Regions from separate parts of the Zea mays genome. Here all the other regions are linked to region 1. Evidence: chromatin contacts called from public Hi-C data. All regions are on one chromosome and are shown on one strand. Each heading gives the region's core, a stretch centred on a gene start, on an enhancer-like site or on the middle of the called end of the contact. The rest is flanking DNA. Distances are from core to core; before and after follow the strand shown. Region 1 holds the start of LOC100192762 (Protein MEI2-like 1). Region 2 holds the start of LOC100382401. Region 3 holds the start of LOC103641592 (chaperone protein ClpC1, chloroplastic).

Region 1 (3,834 bases), core at 526-3,025:
AGAGAGAGAGATATTGCTAGTATATGTTTATACAATCTATCCTCTATATATATCACAATTCATGAAACATAGATGTGTTGATGTAGGATGTGGCTAAGGGCCTGTTTGTTTACTCCAATGGATTATATAATCTGGATTATTTTTGGAGGATTATATAATCTGGATTATATAATCTGAGTAGTCCTGTTTGTTTACCCAGATTATTTGAATTGTTAATAGGATTCTTTTGTATGAGGAAGACAAGAATGCCCTCTATATTTGTACTAGGTTGAAACTCATATATATATAAAAAATAATTCAATTGACATTGGCAAATATTGCATTAGCAATATTATCATGGAAGACATTCATGTCACCTTCTTCATCCCCAAATTAACTAGTACTAGGCGCAAAAACGATTCGGTGGATTATAATGGCAATGGTGGGTAATTTCTAGGAAACTTGAAAGGGTAGTGGGGAAGTGGGAAAAAATAATCTGAAATAAGCACCTCCTCACTTGCTTATGGATTATCATAATCAAAGGGGTTAGATTATATAATCTGGGCAAATAAGCTGGACTGTTTGTTTGCCTCTTAGGATTATTTAATCTAGATTATATAATCTGGGGGGTAAACAAACAGGCCCTAAGGCTCCAGCTTTGCACCTTCGAGATCTATGTTTGAACCCCACCCACGCGTGCAACATCCTCGACGCCTATTTTTTTTTGCATGAATTTCAGACGGAGTAGCGAGAGCGCTCGAGTAGGTGCGCTTTTTACCACGATGTGGCCACTTACATATAGTAGAGATTATTCTATTTTTTTGGAATTAAAACATATTAAATTTAATTGAAAATATGCCATTCAATAAATGTATAATTAATAAAAGATCTAAAAAATATATTTAGTATAACAATAATAATATATAAATTTAGCCACAATTGACTTTACAATAAAATTTGAAATGTAATTTAAGACGTGAGGAGTCTTAGTTAGTGCATAATGCATTAGTAGCACTAGCGACAAAGTGGTACAGACTGCGTCATTTTGCGTACACGCGACTTACTGGTGCTAACAAGTAAGGATGCCTACGTACTGCATAGTTCCCCCATGCAGACTCGTTGATGTCTTTTTGATAGATAAACATCTCGACGTGTTTTCCAGATAATCCAAGGAAGACACGAGTCACGAAGTACTTATCCAAGACACGACACCATGATCAGTTTTCGTTACGGAGTTTTTTTACTCGTACTTCTTCTTGCCGGACCCGATCCGTTCGATTGGATTCACTGACCCATATGTACGGTGCAGTACCATATGACACGGCCCACGGGCCACGGCTCGTGGTCGTGGTGGCATCGCTATCCTTTCCTCTGGCTGACGCACTGACGGACCAAAACCACACGTCACCTCGTCCGCTCTCACTCAGAGGCAGAGACAGACAGACTCTTCACTGGTCACGCCCCGTCCCACCAATAATTCCGTTCCCGTCCAAAGCGCCGCTTCCCGCGACGTCCGCCACGTGGGTCCCCAGCGCCCGTACGCCATCCGCACTCACCGACGCGTGGGGCCACCGCACGTGGCCTCACCTGTCATTCAGGCGGCTCCGTTACCCGCCGCGGGGCCCTCCGCCCCCGCACGGTGAGACTACCGCCGGCGGGTCCCGCCCGGCCCGGCCCGGTATATATACGGACAAGCGCCCTGCTGTTTCGCGTTTCCGATTTCGCCAAATATTTATAATACTAGTGCTATTATAGTATTCCGTGCTTTCTTTGAAAACTGTTTTTTGCGCTTCGTAATCGTCTCTGCTTCGCTTCTCCGCTCCGCCTGTCGCCACCACCACCACCAACTCGCCGGAGAACTGTCCCGACGACTGCGCGCGCGGAGAGCTGTGGGGGCGCGGGAGAGGGAGGTAGTACTGGGAATGGAGGAGGAGTCGAGGCTTAGCGGCGCTTTCTCGCTCCATCTCTAGGGTTTGGTTGCTAGTCTGCCCCGGCTGGGGGCGTGCGCGCCGGCCTGGAGCTGGACTGGAGGTAGCAGCCAGCGTCCGGCTCCCCGTTGCAAGCATTAAGCTGCGCGGCTGGAGTGCCCCCCCCCTTTGGCCCCGCCTCCGCGTCTTTCAACTCTGGTGAAGGTGCTGCTGTTGTGGCCTGCGCCATGGAACCGTTTCCCCAGCTTGCGGCTGCGTCCACAGGTTGCGTGCACGCGTCGGGCTCCGGACTGTGACGCCGACGAGGGGATCTCAGGCGCCCAACTGGTGAGACCGCACTTTCGTCGCGCGCTCGCTCTCTCTCTCTCACTCACTCTCTCTCTCTGTGTGATTTTTGCCGTCTGGATGTTTTTAGGCTGCTCATGCGGTTTTCAATTTCGTCTTAGCCGTTACTAGCTTTTTCGGGAGCAAACGGTGCTTGACTTACGGAGAATTTCGCGTGATCTTGGTTCCATCGCGTGATCCGGGTTCAGTATTTTGATGCGCGCGGCCTGCACCATTTTTTTGGTCGGTTCCGGCTTTTATTTCGATCACAGGTTGCTTGTGTGCTTTTCGTGCTTGTCCACGCCGGCGTCCATTGGTTAATTAATTTCCCGGTCTTTTTCTGCGCTCTTTTACTACGGCCAAATGTTGCTGGAGCCCATAGTTGAATTCTGTACACTGTTTTTTTAATTAATCGGTAAAAGCGAGCGCTTCTGGCCCGGAATTCTGAACCCCGAAGCTGTAGATTTCTGCCAAGTGTTCCATGGCCCCGGTTTTGTTCGGGACCCAAATTTCCGCGCACTTCGTCAAGGTTTCTGTGTTTATGGCTTTATGCTTTGAATTTCTGATCCGTTTGAACCGAGCTCACGGGAGCGTTGAAACTTGTCTCTGTGTTTTAAGGTCCGGGGTGAGGCGCAGCGCCCGCAGGATGCCAACCGAGCAGAGGCGCTACATGCCCCCGGCCCATTTTCTTCCGGCGGAGTCGGAATCGTCCTCCTTCCCTGACGAGCTTCGCTTGCGTCCTGAGGTGAAACTACTGTTTGAATCCGTTCTTCAACTTAGAGGTTTCCTCCGCAAAGATCTATTCCCACTAGTTGAAACCTGAAATCATAGGTAATGATGGTTCGTGCCTATGTATTTTCTGGCCAAGAAGTAGCTTTTTAGTTTTGGTGTCTATGGCCTACTACTATGATGAACTAGAACTAAGGCAAATTCGTTTCATAACGCCTAATTCTTTTGTAGAGGCAAGTTGGACTTTTGAAGCAGGGTTGCTTTCCTGAGCATGCTGGTGAGTGCCTGAGCATCTAGTTCACATTGTGGTTGAATTGTACTATACATCGAAGCATCTGGATGTTCACATGAGAATGATGTTAGTAGATTTGTCATCAGACAAATTTCTATACATTACAGTTTTGTTCAAAGTTTCTGTTATATTTTTAGAAATACTAATGGTCAATGATTGTCGTGCTCTAAATGTTCAAGTGAATGAAGAACGGAGGTAGTAGCTGGGGTATTTGACATTCATGTTTCTTCAGTTTGTACAACGGATTGAAAAAGACCTGAGTATGTGTATCACATTTCGAGGAAGTTTTTAGGTAGCTGCATTTTTATGTAGAGGCCAAACACCTGATTTAGTTGGCAACTGTTTTTGTGAAGTGTCTTGGTCTTGTCAGTACTCACTGCACATTTTTTCGAATTTAGCATTGCTAGTTTTACCCCATTATACCTATTTTGGCTTTGGTGTCACTGTTTCGGCCACTGATTTGTTTTTTCTCTAAACAGGCAGATTTGCTTGTTCTCCCCTGCAAAAGCTCAAGTGTATTGGCGCAACAGTAGTGGATCAGCTAGATATTATGCAGCCACACAAGCTAATGGACCAGAAAGT
Region 2 (3,979 bases), core at 1,317-3,816, 130 kb before region 1:
CGCCAGTTTTGATCTCCCTCTTGGCGTGACCTCCCTACATCACTTCGAGTTGTTAGACTCTAATGAAGCACCGGGCTCTGATACCAATTGAAAGTCGCCTAGAGGGGGGTGAATAGGCGTAATCTGAAATTTTTACAACTTTAAACACACACTACAAGCCGAAGTTAGCGTTAGAACTTAAATCAAGTCCAGGAGAGAGGAGAAAACAAATCAAATGGAAATAAGCAAATGAACATGGTGATTTGTTTTACCGAGGTTCAGTTCCAAAGAACCTAGTCCCTGTTGAGGTGGTCACAAAGACCGAGTCTCTTTCAACCCTTTCCCTCTCTCAAACGGTCACTTAGACCGAATGAGCTTTCTCCTTAATCAAACGGGTCACTTAGATGTTTCTTGCTTTGATTACAAGTCACTTTGGAACAAGAATGAGGAAGGGAGAAAGCGATCCAAGCAACAAGAGCACAAATGAACACGAACACACACTCTCTCAAGTCACTAGGTGGTTGGAATGAATTTGGGACTTGGAGAGGTTTTGATCTTTTGAATTGTGTCTAGGAGTGAATGCACTAGCTCTTGTATTGAATGAGAACTTTAAAAAACTTGGATGCCTTGAGTTGTGGTGGTTGGGGGGTATTTATAGCCCTCTATCACCAAATGGCCGTTGGGGAAGGCTGCTGGCGATGGGCGCACCAGATAGTCTGGTGCGCCACCGGACAGGCACTGTAGGCTGTCCGGTGCACCGCCACGGCCCACGTCACCCAACCGTTAGGGTTCGGGAGCAGTTGACCGTTGGCGCCATTGTCTTCTTATGGCACCGGATAGTCCGGTGTCACACTGGACAGGTCCTGTTCACTGTCCGGTGCGCCTCTAACTCTGCGGTTCTGACTCTGCGCACATTGTTCTTCACTGTTCATTGTTAGCGGCTTTTGCAGTCGACCATTACGCGAATTAGCCGTTGTTCCGCTGGCACACCGGACAGTCCGGTGAATTATAGCGGAGCGCGCCTGCTGAAACCCGAGAGTGGCTGGTTCAACCCTGTACGGGCCTGGTGCACCGGACACTGTCCGGTGCGCCAGACCAAAGCACACTTTGGTTTCTTTTTGCTCCTTTGAATTTGATCCATAACTTGAATATTTTATTGGTTTGTGTTGAACCTTTTTGCACCTCTAGAACATATATTCTAATGCAAACTAGTTAGTCCATATATTTGTGTTGGACATTCAACCGTCAAAATTAATTGTGGGAAAAGGTTAACCCTATTTCCCTTTCAGATGGTGCTAGAGTTCTATGGGATCCAGCTCTCATGGTTCTCCCCAACTACATTCTTATCATGGTGACTTTCGTTCACTTAGTTCAAGGGGGTCCGTGCAAGTCTGACCCTCTTTGGCTAGTTCTTCATCCTTCGACAGATCAAGCAAGGGATGATCTATGGTAGCTGCTCCTTCTAAAGGTGCACTAATGCCCCATACGTACATACCTTGGACCCAGCAGGCCGCTGGACTCATAGAAGACGACATGGTTCTACCTACAGAGCGATTTCTCTCATCTCCGACTTTCTCGCCTCCTTCTACGAGACTTAAGAGGCATGCAATACCTACAGAGCGATTGCTTAGTTCTCATTTGTTTATAGAATTATCATCAATACCAAGAAGGGAGAGATTCAAAGGTCCTTGTTTTTTTTTGTGAATGGGTGCTAACTTAGGTGGATTAATATGTTTTTATGTTGAGATACATAGGATTTAGTCCACATATACACTAGAGTGAGTAACTCTAGCCGTGTAGATAGCATATTGGAAGATAAATATAAAGATAAAGATGTACCTTTGTAACACATAAACCGGATGTTGACGTGTCGTGCCACATTAGAGCAACCCAATGAAAGTTAGAGGACTTAAGTGACACAACATGTAAAATTGGGGACCCCAGGCGACTTCGAGGTGGCATGCCACGTCAGCATCCGGTTTTGTAAAACCGACTTTAAATGGGTTTGCAATGGCTGACAAAGTTCGAGGACCTGTTTGTCCGGTTTTCTAAGGCCTTATTTGTTTAAGCTTTTTTCAGGTTCTAGCCACTAGAAGCTACTGCAGACTGTCAAACGTCTAGCTTTTCAGCTCATTTCTATGAATTTAGTCAAAACCGTCCGAAATCAACGTGAACATAGAATCGATCGAGTCACTGCGATAGTAGGAAACCGTTATATCCTAAACTCTATGAATCATTTATCTTTCTCCGCAAGTAATCTCCATAATACTTAGATTCTCTCTACAACCAAATTCTTAAAAAAAGCTTCTTAGAAAAAGGTGAACTAATAAATAGGCCCGAGGTTCAGAGGTCGTAAACCTCTAGTGTACTTTATTTCTTTCTTACACTTCTAGCTGCGAACGGGCCGGACTGCGTGCGCAGCTCAGATAGCCCAACCCACTCTTCTAGTACCCACTCCATAGTAAAGCCCACAACCGAAACCGATCACAGCTGACTCCCGAATCCGTGAAATCCCCATCGCCGTCTCCGTCTTCTCCTATTGCCCTCTCCTCGCCCGCACAGCCGCACTGTTTCCCAATCCCAAACCCTCCGACCCCACCTGGAACCCAACACGCGCACCCACAGAGGGAACCGAGCCTAGCCGAACCTTCGAGAAGTTTCCGGAAAGCCGTGTCGTCGATGGCGGCCGAGGGCGGCGGCGGCCAAGAGACGTTCGAGGCGCGGGTGAAGCGCCTGTTCGGGTCCCGCCTCTTCGACGCCGTCCCGGACTCCTCCTTCCCGACGGCCTCCTGGTCCGTGGCCGCGGGCGACGTCGAGCGCCAACGCTGGGCGAAGCCGTCAGAGGCCCGCGACGCGGAGGAAGAGGCAGCGGGTGAGGCCGGCCGCGGGGACACGCCCTGCGCCTCCTCGTTCTACGACTCCAACGGTTGCCTCCGCAGCCGGAGGCGCAGGTCCAGGCAGGAGGAGTTCGAGGGGGACCTGGACGACCTAGATGAAGACGAGGAGGAGGATGGGGAGAGAGGGAGGGCGACGGAGCAGGACGAGGACGAGGGGGTTAGGGTTAACATCGGCCTCGACCCCACTCTGGATCGGGAGGTGAGCAAAGTTGTCTTCGGTCATTGATTTGGTTTGTTTTGACCACTCCATAAGCTGTTCTTTCGATATCATAATTGATGCTTGGCAGTTTGCTGGAATTAAGCTGTGAAGATTAGGATCGAATCAATTATCGACCTTCATCCTATTCCTTGACCTAGGATTTGTTGCCTCCTGACTATGGTTCTGCATGATTTGGATAAAGGATAGGCAGAGACGATCAGAGCATTTTGTTGGACATTTTTTAGTGGTCTGTGCTATAGTTCCATGTTGTGGCATTTCTGTTTCATTTGTCTTCTTGGATGTGTTCTGGTGACTGCGAGTAGGACCAATGTATTACATTTAATGGTTCACTAGGCCCTCTATCTATGGCAGTTTTTTTATTTTCCTTTTGGTTAATGATTAATTTTTTATTGTGGTAGTTAATGATGATAGTAATTGACTAATGAAATATCGTCATTTGAATGTGATATATGCTTGACCTGGAAACACCTTAAGTAACTTATCTGGACTTGTCTTGAATGTTTCTTCATGGTCGGTCACTATGAGCCATCATATCTATCACTGTTGGTTTGCTTCTAGTGGACTGTTATCTTAGAAGAGTTGTTTATTGCAGGAAGAGGAGGACAAGTATGACAGAGAGGCCTTTGGTAGAGAGGAGGCTGCTGACCGCGTGTACATGCACGATATAATGGATGACGGTATAAACATGAGCATCAACAGTATAGTCCCTGACCTCCTTGATGATTCCATTGAAGGGGTGTACCGTTTTAAGAAGGATCCTCGGGCAGATATGAGGGCAGCATCTGCAAGACTCAGAGAAGACGATGGGTCTGCTAAAGATGGTGACTCTCACTATGCCACTGAAGCGAAGGACTTCCTGAATGTGGGAATTCAGACAAAGAAA
Region 3 (4,122 bases), core at 359-2,858, 180 kb before region 1:
CCTTAAGATTGATTCCCATAGACTTCATAACCTTCGCTGCAATTCCTGTGCCCTCACCAATAAGCCCCAGCAAAATCTGTTCTGTCCCAACGAAGTTGTGTCCCAGGCGCCTTGCCTCTTCCTGTGCAAGCATAATCACCTTGATTGCTTTCTCAGTGAAGCGCTCAAACATGGCACGGACCACCCCTCTTGAGGCTGACCCGCGTGGCCTTGCAATCTGGCTTGCCACGATTGATCCAAAGTCACGCTTAATTACAGACCTCGTATCCAAAAAGTTTGTCTGACGCAGCCCTTGGAAGCCACCAAGAGTAAGAGTCCTTGTTGGCGTATTCCGCACCATTGTAGCATTTGTTCTGGCCCTTGCACGCACACGGAACCGACCTGAGCTGCTTCTGTAAACGGCTGGAACAATAGCAGACTGAACAAGAGCGCCCTCCATGTTGAACTAGGAAAAGGCAATCCCAGACCTGTATCTACCAAGCCCTGAAAATTTGCAGAAGGAACTAAGTAAAACTGTAAATATCACAAAATGCTATGCAGATGCGGCAAACCAAACTAATTAAAATGGAAGAAAAGAGCTTGCAACTAAATCTGAAGGTGGCAAGTCAAATGGAAGAAAAGAGTTTGCAACTAAATCTGAAGGTGGCAATTCAGATGGAAGAAAAGAGTTTGCAACTAAATCTGAAGGTGGCAAGGATTCACGGAACTATCAAATACAATAGCAACTACCATACTGAAACGATTGCAGGTCTCGAATATATTATATTTCCTCGAATCGATTATGCATCCTTTCTGTGCCGACCCAGGCGCACACGCTTTAGAATCCCACATCGAATTAACACCCAACCCCACCCACCCAGCCAGGCGCCAGCCACCGTTCAACGAAACAGAGCCAAGAGATATGGTTGCTGGTTGAGACAACAAGACGCCCTCTAAATCGTATCAGCAGAATCTCAACTCTCAAGTGGGCAACATTTAGCCTAGGCGACGCACAACAAAAGCGACCCCGCCAGAGCCATCCGCGCTACCCACTAGGAAAGCACCCGCAGATGCGCCATGCAGGGCAGCCAAGAGATGAGCCGGCGGGACCAATTCCATCCAGCAACTCCTAATCCCCAACCACGACGCGCCGACAGACACCCTTCACATATTGAGACGGGGAATTGGGAACGGGGAGATTACCACGCCTTTGTTTCGTCTCCCGCAGAGGGGTCGTGGAGCTCGCACCGGCAGAACCGTCCCGACCCTACGCCAGCGAGGCGGGCGCACCCTAGACGCGAGAAGAGGTGGCGGAGGAGACGAGAGGGAGGGGGTAGCTGCCTGCCGCGGTAGTGGGAATTGGGAATGGAGAAGTCAGAAGATAAGGAAAGGAAGCGACGAGAGCTTGTGCTTTGGTGGAGTGGGTCGTACGTCACCCCATCCCAACACGGGCTTTTTCTCTATCTCGTTTGCCCGCGTGTACAGCCCACTTAGCCCATATACGTCCCTAGTTTGTGCAGCGGAACACCTTTATATTTCAGCGGCCTGGTTTGCTGGCTGGCTAAGCGAAATTTTGCGAAAGTCATTTTAACCCCCGCAGCTATTCACGAAGTCCGAATTACTCTTTGGTACGTAAGATTTGGGTTTTAGTCGGCTGTACGCTACTCAAATTTCCTCCGAAATTAGTGTAGAATGAGTTCACTTTTTTCAATCTCCCCTAATTCTAGAGATGTTTTGAGTTTGTAAGGGCTAGTTTGGTAACCTCATCTTTCTAAGAGATTTTCATTTTCTCATAGAAATTAGTTTATTTTCCCTTGAGAAAATGGGATTCTCATGAAAAAAATAAAGTTGTCAAACTAGCCCTAAACTATCCATTACAGCCACTACCAAATATGCTTCTACATTGCACGAAATCAAATAAGTTTTATACCTTGTTTGGATGTCGATGTTGGTGCACAGAATTGGGAATTGGAATAAGCTTTTATGAATTATGTTGTTTGGTTGCACATGGAATTGAGTTTTAGAATCAGAGAGCCAATTCCATGGTATTGAACTATAACTAGAAACTCTCTCTCTCCCAATTAAGAGTGTCACCCCTCTGTATTGCGTTGAATTAGATCACCCAGTTCCAAACTCCAATACAGTGACATCCAAACAATAGAAATGGAATTGCATCTCATTTCAATACCATGGCTGATTTGTTAGTTGTTTCATCATCATCATCACTAGAGCTACTACTAGATGCATACTCGTCATCATCACTACAAGATGTATATTTAGGAGAGTGGCTTGGTATGGATTTTTACCTTTTTAACCCTCTCTTGTCATGAGGCAAGTATGCTTGAGCTTGGGTAAGAGTGATGACTTGTTGAAGGACAATGTTGCAATGCTTTTCTCTTTAGAAGAGTCTGAACTCTCATCATTTGAGTCATATTCCTTCCCAATATGAGCTTCACCGCTATGCCTCTTCTTGAATAACTTTTATTCTTGACATAGCTCTTCTTCTCTTCGTTCTTTTCTTCTTTGTCTTTCGTCTTCTCATAAGGGCAACTTGAAATAAAATGCCCATTCTTGCCACAGTTATAGTGGTTTTTCCTTGATCTTGACTTTGAATTATCATTTCTTTTGTTGCTCTTATAGTTATGGTTCTTCGTCTCTTTAAGCTTCAAATGAAGAGTGTCATATCAATACTTAAGCAATCTTCACTTGATGATTCTTCAACAACTAGCTTGCCTTTTTTTCTTCTTGGTCCCTTGAGTGCAACATCTTGATTCTTTAAAGTAGCGACACCTTTGGACAAACACTTGACATACTTGGTTTCTTCTTCCATCATCTTATGGTTGATAATCTTGCCAAGTACTTCTTTCAGTGTCATCCTCTTGTAGTAAGGACTTTCTCTTATCAAGGTAGGTAGTGTCATGTTTTTTTACTGAGAAAGTCTGTAGCATCCTCTTCACTATTTCATGTTTGATCCACATCTTGCTTCCATAGCTTCTAATCTTGTTAATGATCTTCTTCAATCTTATGTAATCTCTTGAGGTGATTCATCATCCAACATCATAGATCCTACAAGTTCACCTTTAAGAAGCCATATTCTCGCCTCCTTATAGACTTGATACCCTCGTGAGCAACTTTGAGGGTATCTCATATTTTGTTGACACTTTGGGGGACCTGGCAGTGAGCGACAAGGTGGCTCCTGCGTCTTGGTCGGTGCAACGCACCGTATCGAGGACTTACATTGTCTTCAGCGTGCACCTCCCAGTGGAGATGGGGTTCCTGGCCTCGATCTTCTTGGTGACGGTGAAAGTCGCCTAGAGGGGGGTGAATAGGCGTAATTTGAAATTCACAACTTTAAACACACACTACAAGCCGAGGTTAGCGTTAGAACTTAAATCAAGTCCGGGAGAGAGGGGAAAACAAATCAAATGGAAATAAGCAAATTAACACGGTGATTTGTTTTACCGAGGTTCGGTTCTAAAGAACCTAGTCCTCATTGAGGTGGTCACAAAGACCGGGTCTCTTTCAACCCTTCCCCTCTCTCAAATAGTCACTTAGACCGAATGAGCTTTCTCCTTAATCAAACGGGTCACTTAGACCCCGCAAGGACCATCACACACTTAGGTGTCTCTTGCTTTGATTACAAGTCACTTTGGAACAAGAATGAGGAAGGGAGAAAGCGATCCAAGCAACAAGAGCGCAAATGAACACGAACACACTCTCTCAAGTCACTAGGTGGTTGGAATGAATTTGGGACTTGGAGAGGTTTTGATCTTTTGAATTATGTCTAGGAGTGAATGCACTAACTCTTGTATTGAATGAGAACTTCAGAAAACTTGGATGCCTTGAGTTGTGGTGGTTGGGGGTATTTATAGCCCTCAACCATCAAATCGCCGTTGGGGAAGGCTGATGGCGATGGGCGCACCGGACAGTCTGGTGCACCACCGGACAGGCACTGTAGGCTGTCCGGTGCGCCGCCACGTCACCCAATCATTAGGGTTCGGGAGCAGTTGACCGTTGACGCCGTTGTCTTCTTGTGGCACCGGACAGGTCCTGTTCACTACCTGATGCGCCTCTGACTCTGCGCGCACTGTTCTTCACTGTTCATCTGTCAGCGGCTTTTGCAGTCGACCGTTACGCGAATTA

The links. Hi-C and Micro-C count contacts between places; a contact is called where the count stands out from the background.
Region 2: a contact with region 1 is called in a Hi-C map of bundle sheath, with 2.9 times the contacts expected there. The contact joins the promoter of LOC100382401 here to the promoter of LOC100192762 in region 1. A contact is called at or near these places in 7 of 25 Hi-C or Micro-C datasets (bundle sheath, ear, endosperm and 3 more).
Region 3: a contact with region 1 is called in a Hi-C map of leaf, with 5 times the contacts expected there. The contact joins the promoter of LOC103641592 here to the promoter of LOC100192762 in region 1. A contact is called at or near these places in 4 of 25 Hi-C or Micro-C datasets (bundle sheath, ear, leaf and 1 more).

The regions. Positions count from the first base shown.
Region 1 is chr10:113,822,331-113,826,164 of Zm-B73-REFERENCE-NAM-5.0, forward strand. LOC100192762 (Protein MEI2-like 1) reads left to right here and starts at 1,776. Exons shown (of 15, transcript NM_001362654.1): 1 at 1,776-2,234; 2 at 2,850-2,976; 3 at 3,192-3,237; 4 at 3,732-3,834. The coding sequence starts at 2,878.
Region 2 is chr10:113,687,644-113,691,622 of Zm-B73-REFERENCE-NAM-5.0, forward strand. LOC100382401 reads left to right here and starts at 2,567. Exons shown (of 2, transcript NM_001175146.1): 1 at 2,567-3,075; 2 at 3,689-3,979. The coding sequence starts at 2,659.
Region 3 is chr10:113,647,352-113,651,473 of Zm-B73-REFERENCE-NAM-5.0, forward strand. LOC103641592 (chaperone protein ClpC1, chloroplastic) reads right to left here and starts at 1,609. Exons shown (of 10, transcript XM_008664931.4): 1 at 1,183-1,609; 2 at 1-483. The coding sequence starts at 439.